2 separate regions of the Mus musculus genome follow, and region 2 is linked to region 1. The links are chromatin contacts, called in public HiChIP or PLAC-seq maps. All regions are on one chromosome and are shown on one strand. The core of a region is the stretch at or near the end of the contact, and the rest is flanking DNA. Distances in the headings are between cores, read along the strand shown.

Region 1 (4,310 bases), core at 1,719-4,218:
GTTCCTTGAAACTGTGACTGCAGATGGCTTTGGAACAGTTTGGGAAGGCAATCTAATTTGAAGTGAGCTAAGATTTCCATTTGAAAATGCATACGCCTCTCCTACACATACCACTTGTAGATAACTGGATAGAATACACATTGTCCCACAGGCCAGGAAGGTGAACCAGACAGAGGTGAGGCACTTTGCAAGTGGCTTTGCATCACGAAGAAGGCTTGAGTGAACTGCTGAGCACTCTCAGAAAGTCCAGCAGTTACCCAGCTCTGCTGATAAACCTGCCAGACCAATGAGAAGCTCACATGGGGAGGGGAAACAAGCTCCTATACCTAGCTAGGTGGTGACAGAAATGGGACCATGGGGCCACTAGAATGGTATATGGCACAGCCACCCTCTGCCCAGGAAGCATTTGAGTAGGTGTATCCCAGCCAAACAACAGAAAGGCCAAAGGCATGGAATAGCATGTTGCATTAGGGCATGGCATCTGACCTGGTACCATGAAGGACACCCTTTAAGTCTACATAGCAGGCCAGCAAGAGCACTAGAATGTGGCTGTTCTATCTGGAGGGGGTGCATGCAATAAGCCTTCTCAAGACAGCAACAGCAGAAGAGTTGGGATGGGGCTTGGTACTCACTTCTGGTCCTGAAAGGTGGACAAATTTAGAGACTAGAAGACTTGGGGACTATGGTAATGTTAGCAACATACTGACTGCCATTCCCTCCCTTATACCGGGGGGGGGGGGAATCCACATCCCACTAACAAACACACCTGAATTACTGGATTTGGGGTCCACTCGAATTTGGCAATTAACTCTGAGGATCCTGCCAAGAATACAACTTGTGACGTTGAGGACAATTAAGAAATGGCCCTCAGTGGGACGCATCATCCTGTTCTAGGGCCTAATTGTAAGACTGGAGGGCCACTGATATGGCTCTGTCAGTACATGCCTACTGTGAAACATGAAGACCCGAGTTTGGATCCCCAGTGCCCATGTCAAAACTGGATGTGTGTCTGTAACTCTAGTGCTGGGGTCAGGGTGGGATGGAATCAGGCAGCTTCTTGGAACTCAGTGGCTGCATCTAGGCAAATGGATGAGCTTCAAGTACACTGAGAGAACTTGTATTGAAAAATACGGTATAGAGCTATCAAGAAGAACATCCAGCATTAACCTCTGGCCTACACACACACACACAGACACACTCACACACACACAGACACACACACACACACACACACAGACACACACACACACAGACACACACACACACACACAGACACACACACACAGAGACACACACACACACACAGACACACACACACACACACAGACACACACACACACAGACACACACACACAGACACACACACACACAGACACACACACACACACACACTCACACACAGACACACACACACACACACACAGACGCACACACACACAGACACACACACAGACACACACACAGACACACACACACACACACAGACACACACACACACAGACACACACACACACAGACACACACACACACACAGACACACACACACACCGACACACACACACACCGACACACACACACACACACACATGAAAAGAGAGGCAAGTCCACCTATGAGAAGATGTATTATCTTGGCTGTGAACCACAAAAATTTCTGTGGATTTGTAATCAGTATTAAAATTTTTCAAATAGCATCTTTGGCTGGATTTTCTTTCCTTCAAAAATAGACATTTTTTTCTGGGAAAAATGTAGGAGAAAAAGTAATCCAGAAAGAAACGAAAGTATAAATAATAACCATACCAACAAATCTCCACAAATACCAATCTTAAATTTTAAAGGTCGCCAAAGTCCGAGGCTGTTTAAATTGACAAAGTCTGAGCGCCCCCTGATGGCCAGTTGGAGCTCCTACAGCACGTGCTGTAATTTTTGCTGTCCTTGGGCCAGCTAGTTTACTTCTTCCCGTCAAATAAAGTGACTTTTCTTAACTGTAAGGTCAATGCAGATTTCCTAAGCTGGAGATGGAGATGTGCACTTTATAAAGGTACATGAAGGACTGCCAGAAAATTTTCGTTTTTACTTCAATGGACAATTAGTATCTAAGTATCTTTATACCGCTCCAGGGAAAATAAATGACCAGACAAGAAAGAAAAGCTGCGGCCACCAACTGATTATCAGCTGCACGCTGGCGCCCTCCGCTGGCCGATCCCATGGCTGCAGGGCTGGCAAGAAATGCCACCCACGGTGGCCCTGTTAAGGGGTGCGGGTGGTCCGGTGACTTTTAGTACCTTTCCCCTAGGCAATTATGCTGCAAGCACACACTCTTTTCTTTCAGCAAAAATCTTATCTTGATTCAACCAGAAGGCCGGAGTTACAAGGGAACCCGTAAGCTGAACTTACAAGGGAGCTGTGAGGATACACTCTCCATTGAATAAATGGATCCTGGAGAGTGAAGCCGCTTCCTGGGGAAGGTAAAGAGAGACAATGTTTGCAGAGGAGAGGAAGCTCTGGCATGCACCCCGGAACAAAAGGGAACAAGTGGTCTTTACTCGGAGAACAGCTTCCTATTAGGACTCACTCCTTCGTACATCATGCCTTTCATCCCCACTCAACCACAAAATGATTTTACTGAAGCAAATACAATGGTAGAAAAAGATTTACACTGAAAGAATCTTTAATAATAAACTGTTGCCGATCGGCCTACTTGCCCGTGATTTATAATACAATAAACATCGGATTCTATTACGGCTCACACACTGAAGCCTCTGCTCTGCAAAACGGAATCTAAAAGCGCGGGGACGCCGCCACCGTCACAATGAAATGAGCATGTATAAATGTGCTAAGAGTATCTCTTTGCATCTTTTATAGCTTGTGTGTATTAATCTGTAACGCTTATTAAGAAAGTCATTGCTATGCAAAGCAGCACCCAATCCCTTTCTCTGGCTTTTCAACAGAGTGCACTGTTTAGCCAATAGGAGGGACCCTCTGGCCCTCATTCTGCATTCATCACAGGCAACATTTACACAATGTATCTCTCAAAGGCGGCTGAAAAGAAGGCCTTAATACTCATGTAAACAACTGCAAACCAATTACTTAATGAATCAGGCCCACACATAATGAGGTGCAGACAAAGAGCTATAAATGCATTTTTGCGCCCAAGCCCCTGCTTTAAAGTAAAATCCCTCAGCTGTAGTTTGGGCTTAACTAGCACATCATAATTATTGTCTCTAGGACATCAGAGGAAGCCATTTTTTTTAAAGGTCCAACAGGGTCTTTTTTTTTTTTTTTTTTTTTTTTGAGATTGCTCATCAGCTCACTGACAAAACAGAGCAAAGAAGAATTTTTAAAAGTGCTACAGCAGCGTAGCACTGTTATGTTTATTCTCAAGTACTGGGTTTCGAGACCACTTGTAAAAGCAATAAAGCACAAGGAGTGACTGCAGTAAGTGGGATCCTTAAATGTAAGCCTCTAAGAAATTTCAGCAAAGCCAGGCACAAACAGCAAAACCTGAGCTCTCCAAAGCCCAGGGTGGGGTATTAACAATAAGAGACCCAGCACAAGAACCAAACTGTGCAGAACAGCACACCAAGCCACACTCACCGTTCAAAGCCTTTCATGCTAGATTACTATCAAGTGTCCAGAACTGAGGGTTCCTGGAAGACCTTTTAGTGGGTTTCTTTTTCTTAAAGGGGCCTGATGAGATTACTTATGATTTATTTGAAAATTAATTTCATACAGAAATATAATAACAAGAGGCTCCATACTTTAATTTGTAGAAAAACAATTTCTATTTTTCCTCTGTCGAACTGGGGCCAGGTATAAATGACCAGGCTGAGAAAGTGTCCTATCTGATCCTATTATTTTCTAAGTGTGTTTAAGAACTTCTCAAAGGACCTACATAAAGAACTTGTCTTAATGCTAGGCACTAGTGGTGCTTGCCTTTAATACGGATCTCTGTGAATTTGAGGCCAGCCTGGTCTACAGACTGAGTTCCAGGACAGTCAGGGCTATACAGAGAAACCCTGTCTCAGTGTGTGGGATGGGGACTTGTTTTAATGTTTTTAAAACATAATGGGGACAAATACTTCTGACAGTCTTAAAAACTAAAGGGATACATTTTTTAAGCCAAATGGTAACATTAAAACTGGAAACTATCTGTAGAATTTACTGACCTTTAAAAATCCTCTTAAAAGACACACAACTTGAATTTATTGTATAACCCACCGATATAGTATTCAACACTCTCCCAAACCCAGTAAGTTCCTACTTTCTCAAAAATACAAACAAAAACCTGGTATTAAAGGTAATTTCTTATA
Region 2 (4,489 bases), core at 1,479-3,978, 1.1 Mb before region 1:
TCTATTGCTGTTGTTGCAGAAAAGTCTGACTTTAAAAACAAACAAACAAACAAAAAACTTTTGTGAGTGACTTGGTGTAAAACCATGTAGTTTTAACAGAAAACCAGAGGGTTGTACTGATGTTGAAAAGAGGAAAGAAAAATAATGTAAGAGTCTGGTGTACCGGACCAGGAGAAAGGAGAAAAACACATCCCATTCTGGACATGGTGAAATCCAGGTCTCGGGTCTGATTTAATTTATGGTTTCTGCGTGCTTTATTTATGGCTTATAAATGTGTGTTCTGGCTAGAATGGCCAGAATTCCACAAATCTATATTAAAGTGTTATTGCCGATTTTATCCCTGTATCCTTTCTTCTCCTTCTCTCTCTCTCTCTCTCTCTCTCTCTCTCTCTCTCTCTCTCTCTCTCTCAAAATTAAACGAACTTATTGGTTATTGCAAGGATATGGGAGGAAGGTGGGAGTTCGTTGCAGGGGGTGGGGTTGTGGGAGACGGGGTCAATATTGCTGCTTACCCAACATTTTATTTAAATATCATAATTGACTCAATTGTCCTGTTAGAGCCACTGTTTCGTTGTCCTCCTGATGTTTGTCCACCTAGCCACACCTCCATCTTTCCTCCTTAAATGCTTTTCAGAGTGTATGGGAAGACAACCCCTAACTGATGCAGTGACTACAGCAGTAAACACAACAACATTGCTCACACAACAACATTGCTCATGGTCACTTTTTAATTTTTGAAGTTAATATTACTAAACATGACAGAACACATAAATTCTTGATGGACCATCCCAGCATCTTTATTCATACTGCTATTTTTATTAAGGTGCAGAGATTGGAGAGAAGGTCTCCTTAAATGGCCCTGACTGGCCTGGGACGCATTATAAAGACCAGGTTTTGGTCCTGCCTCTGCCTCCCCAGTGCTAGGATTACAGACCTGTTGTGCCTCTTAGCCCAGCTAAAGTCCAGTAGTTTTAGTTTTAAAGCCAGAAGCAAAGGCACTCTCTGAGTGCACATACATTAATTTTCCACCTGAGTTACTGGGAGATGCGCTGATGTTGAGGCCCCTTGGGTTCTCGAGCTGGATATGCTCTAGAAAGGCAGAAGTTTACAGTTTTTTTAATATCAGGCCTCCTTTCTAGTCAGTGAACTTAGACTGGGTTTACCAATTTTGGTGCATGGCTCTTCCAGCTACTTGAAGCATTGCCCCCCCTAGACCTTCCTGTGCCATTGAGACTACCTGGCTCTAGGTTGTGCCGGGAGGGCAGCCTGTCTCAGTCTCACAGGTGTTATCCAGGTATTGGGAAACCTTGCTAGGCTAGGAACGATGAGCCACCTAATCTGGGGAAACATTTTAACATTGGGAATTGGGTATAATTGCATAGTTAAGGGTAACCCCCAAATCTTTTATTAAGAAGTTATTCTGTGGGTGGGGAGATAGGGAGGGATGGAAGGGTGCCCTGAGCAGCTTAGCAAATGACTCCCAAAGTAGTGAAATCCCAGTGTCTCAGGAATGGTGTCTCCCTTCTACCAGCCAGGGCAAAGCTGTTTGTTAGCTTAGGAAGCTCCTATAGGCAAACCACACTTGAGGCCCAGGGACTGAATGGGTATTTTGTGAGCCTCCAGGAAAATACAAAGACCCCAAATAAAACCTCACCAATCATTTCCACCACTCTGCAGATTTTCCAAATTGACGGGTAACTGTAGAGGAGGTCGTGTTTTGCAAAAGGAGCCTCCTCACGCTGACCTGCATCTCCTGCCCTTGAAGCTGTCCCTCCCGCCCGCCCCCAGTCTGACTTTCCATAGGCCATTCCCATGGAAAGAAACATAAAAGAGTTATGTCTGTTAAAAACCCAAGCAGGCATCAGAGGTGTTTCTACTAAGGGACTGCTGCTTAGCCCCGACATCTTGCTATGCCTAATTATTGCAACCTGGAATGTCCCACAAGAACCTCAGCCTGACCTCCTCTCTGATCCATTTCTGCCACTGCTCATCTCCATCCCTCCTCCGCAGGCCTGGCCTTCCTTTGCTCGTGTGTGTGTGTGTGTGTGTGTGTGTGTGTGTGTGTGTGTGTGTGTGTGCGTGTGTGCGCGTCTTCCCCCAACCCCCACCCCCAAAATCCTATTTTAACAAGTCACATTGTTCCTCAGAACACAAGGAAGAGAAATTGAAGGAGGAGGGATTCGCAGGCCGCGGCCAGCAATCAGGCCTTCTCTTTGCTGGGCCAGGACACACACGTCGCGAGCCCAGCCTGAAATGTGTTTCATTATCACATAAAAGGCTCCTGTGGCGAAGGAGCGGAGAGGCAGGGCTGGGGGCCGAGTGGGGGGGACAATGGAGACTGAAAGCGCTGCCCTAACCTGCTATGTTTCTTATCGCTCGCCCATTGTTCGAGGGTCGTTTTAAACTACTTAGTGCGCCCCCTCCACTGATCCCTGCCGATAAGATATAGTTCTGTACGAATACATAAAAAGGTTGTCGGGGAGCTGCGCCCTCTGAGACTTTTCGGCCCTTCTGGTGTCTTCCTCACAGACCACGTCAGCTTTCCCCCCCCCCCCGGGCCCCCCCAGTTCCAAGTTTAGGAGCTCAGGGATCCCTCCCTCCACCCCAACTCGATGCATTGCTGGGTGCAGCGGCTCTCCCCCTTCTCTTTTTCTTCCTGTTGCCCGCCGCCTTCCTCGCGCTGGGGTTTAAGCAACCGTGATCTGTGAATAAACAAAGTCAGTAAACAACCGAAAAAAACATTCTAGATCCGAATTCCAGGAGGGTAAACTTTTCATGCCACGTCACACTTCAGCAAATTTGCACAGATATTATATTGCCTCCCCCTCCTTTATTATTCTTTTTTTTCCAGGATCCCATTGTACTTAACTGAATTTTATAACGCTGATCGATATCTTGGTAAAATATTCATTTTTAAACTAGCGGGCAGTGAAATCTTTGCTTTGTGTGCTAAAGTCAACAGTCGCTCGGTTTGAGCTCAAATAAATGCAGGGATGCCTCGGCTGGGAGCAGTCCGCCGCCTCCCTCCGAGCGCAGGACGCTCCGACGCCCGCTTGCCCGCAGGCCACCGCAGGTAGGGAGAGCACCCACTCGGGGGCCACGCCCGGGCTCCCCGCACAGAGTCCGCCCCCCACTCGGGTCCACACGCCTACCCTCCCCCAGTCGAGCTAGCTCGTGTGCCTCTGAGAGGACTGGGAGGTGCACCCAGCTCAGGAAGACCCAGGAGGTTGGGGAATAGTGTTTTTGCAGGGGGTGGGAGATTCGTGACTGCACGGCCACTTAGAAAAACCAGGAGTCTAGGAGTTTAAAACTCTCGCAGTTTCGGAGTTTGGTTCCTGAGGCGATGAGAAACCCAGACACTGCAGTCACTCCAACTGGAGATTCGAACAGGGAGCTGCTAGTTTCATAAGAGCTGGGGTGCGCGTGTGGTGGGGGAGCGTGAGCGCGCCCTTGGCCTCACAATCTATGGTCGGGGACCGCCGGTTTGTGCGTGAATCTGGGGGGATATGGAGGAGGAGGAGCGGAGGCCACAGAGTGCAGGGAGCTTACAGCTCTGAGTGTGTTCTATGCTGTTTCCCAGATCCCGGCAGACTAGGGCACCTCCAAACCCCTGCAGGGAAAGAGAAAGCGCCTTTCCTAAAAGCCGAGTCACTTTAGTTCGCAAGAAGCACTGGCGTTTACGCAGTGGAGAGCCACTGGGGTCACGAGCTGGGTCCTGGAGAGAAAGTCAAAGCGTGCCGCGGGTCGTCTATCATCCCAGTCCCATTACAAGCCAGTCGCACCGCCTTGTTTTAGGAGCGTGATCCGGTGTGTTGCACTTGCGCGTGTAGGGGTCCTAGAACAGGACTTTGGAAGATAGACTAGGCTCAAGCGCTTCTTTCCGCTGCCTGCAGGAAGGTGCCAACCTCACCTCACTAGTTTCCACTGTAGCCTGCTGAAAATACAGTACCCTAAAGTTCTGAGGACAGGGTTCAGAAAAGACCTCTTTGGGGACAGAGAGGTGGCTCATCAATAGGCGATTTGACTTGTAAGAGTAAAGCCCAGGAATCGTTGCTCACCGGTGGGGTGGTTGTGGAGGCGGAGGTTGGGGAAGAAAAAGGAAAAAAAAAAACTATCTTTACTACTGTCTATCTGTCCCGCTCATTATTTCTTAAACCCTCGTTCTCCGTCTTTGCCTTAAATGCCCGGCAATGGAAGAAACCCACTCCCAGTTGGGTTTCCCCTATCACCCTAACTGGAAACCATTCTAGGCTGCATTGCCATCTGCAGATGGGGAACCCAGTATGCTGAAATGGTCCAACCGGCCCTCTGGATCGATGCTATGAGGGCATCTTCGAAAGTGGGGCCTAGGCACACCCTTTTGTGCTGCTCTGGTATCCGGACACTGCAAGCCAACTCGAACACCTCCGTAGCGCTCCAAACCGGGCTCTGCCTAGCGTGGCTGGTGCCTTCCCTGGAACGAGAGGGAAAGCCTGCCGGACGTTAGGCG

Evidence for each region. HiChIP or PLAC-seq counts read pairs in DNA pulled down with a chosen protein or histone mark.
Region 2: an H3K4me3 HiChIP or PLAC-seq map of embryonic forebrain shows a contact between it and region 1, with 6 times the contacts expected there. The contact joins the promoter of 9030622O22Rik here to the enhancer-like site in region 1. A contact is called at or near these places in 2 of 39 promoter capture datasets (both in embryonic stem cells), 1 of 484 Hi-C or Micro-C datasets (embryonic stem cells), 4 of 115 datasets of contacts at active chromatin or transcription factors (embryonic forebrain, embryonic midbrain, embryonic stem cells and 1 more) and 1 of 9 other capture datasets (embryonic stem cells).

The regions. Positions count from the first base shown.
Region 1 is chr2:146,957,324-146,961,633 of GRCm38.p6, reverse strand. All of the region lies in intron 12 of Kiz (kizuna centrosomal protein), which reads right to left. Among named protein-coding and RNA genes, the nearest start is that of Xrn2, 54 kb to the left of the region's middle. Within about 2 kb of position 2,968, at least 66 of the 459 cell types and tissues checked have an H3K27ac peak or open chromatin away from gene starts, as enhancers often do. A contact at or near this core is called in embryonic forebrain, where this site is marked.
Region 2 is chr2:148,038,725-148,043,213 of GRCm38.p6, reverse strand. It overlaps 9030622O22Rik (a long non-coding RNA gene), which reads left to right and starts at 2,728. Exons shown (of 13, transcript XR_866820.3): 1 at 2,728-3,073. It overlaps Foxa2 (forkhead box A2), which reads left to right. Exons shown (of 2, transcript NM_001291065.1): 2 at 1-337.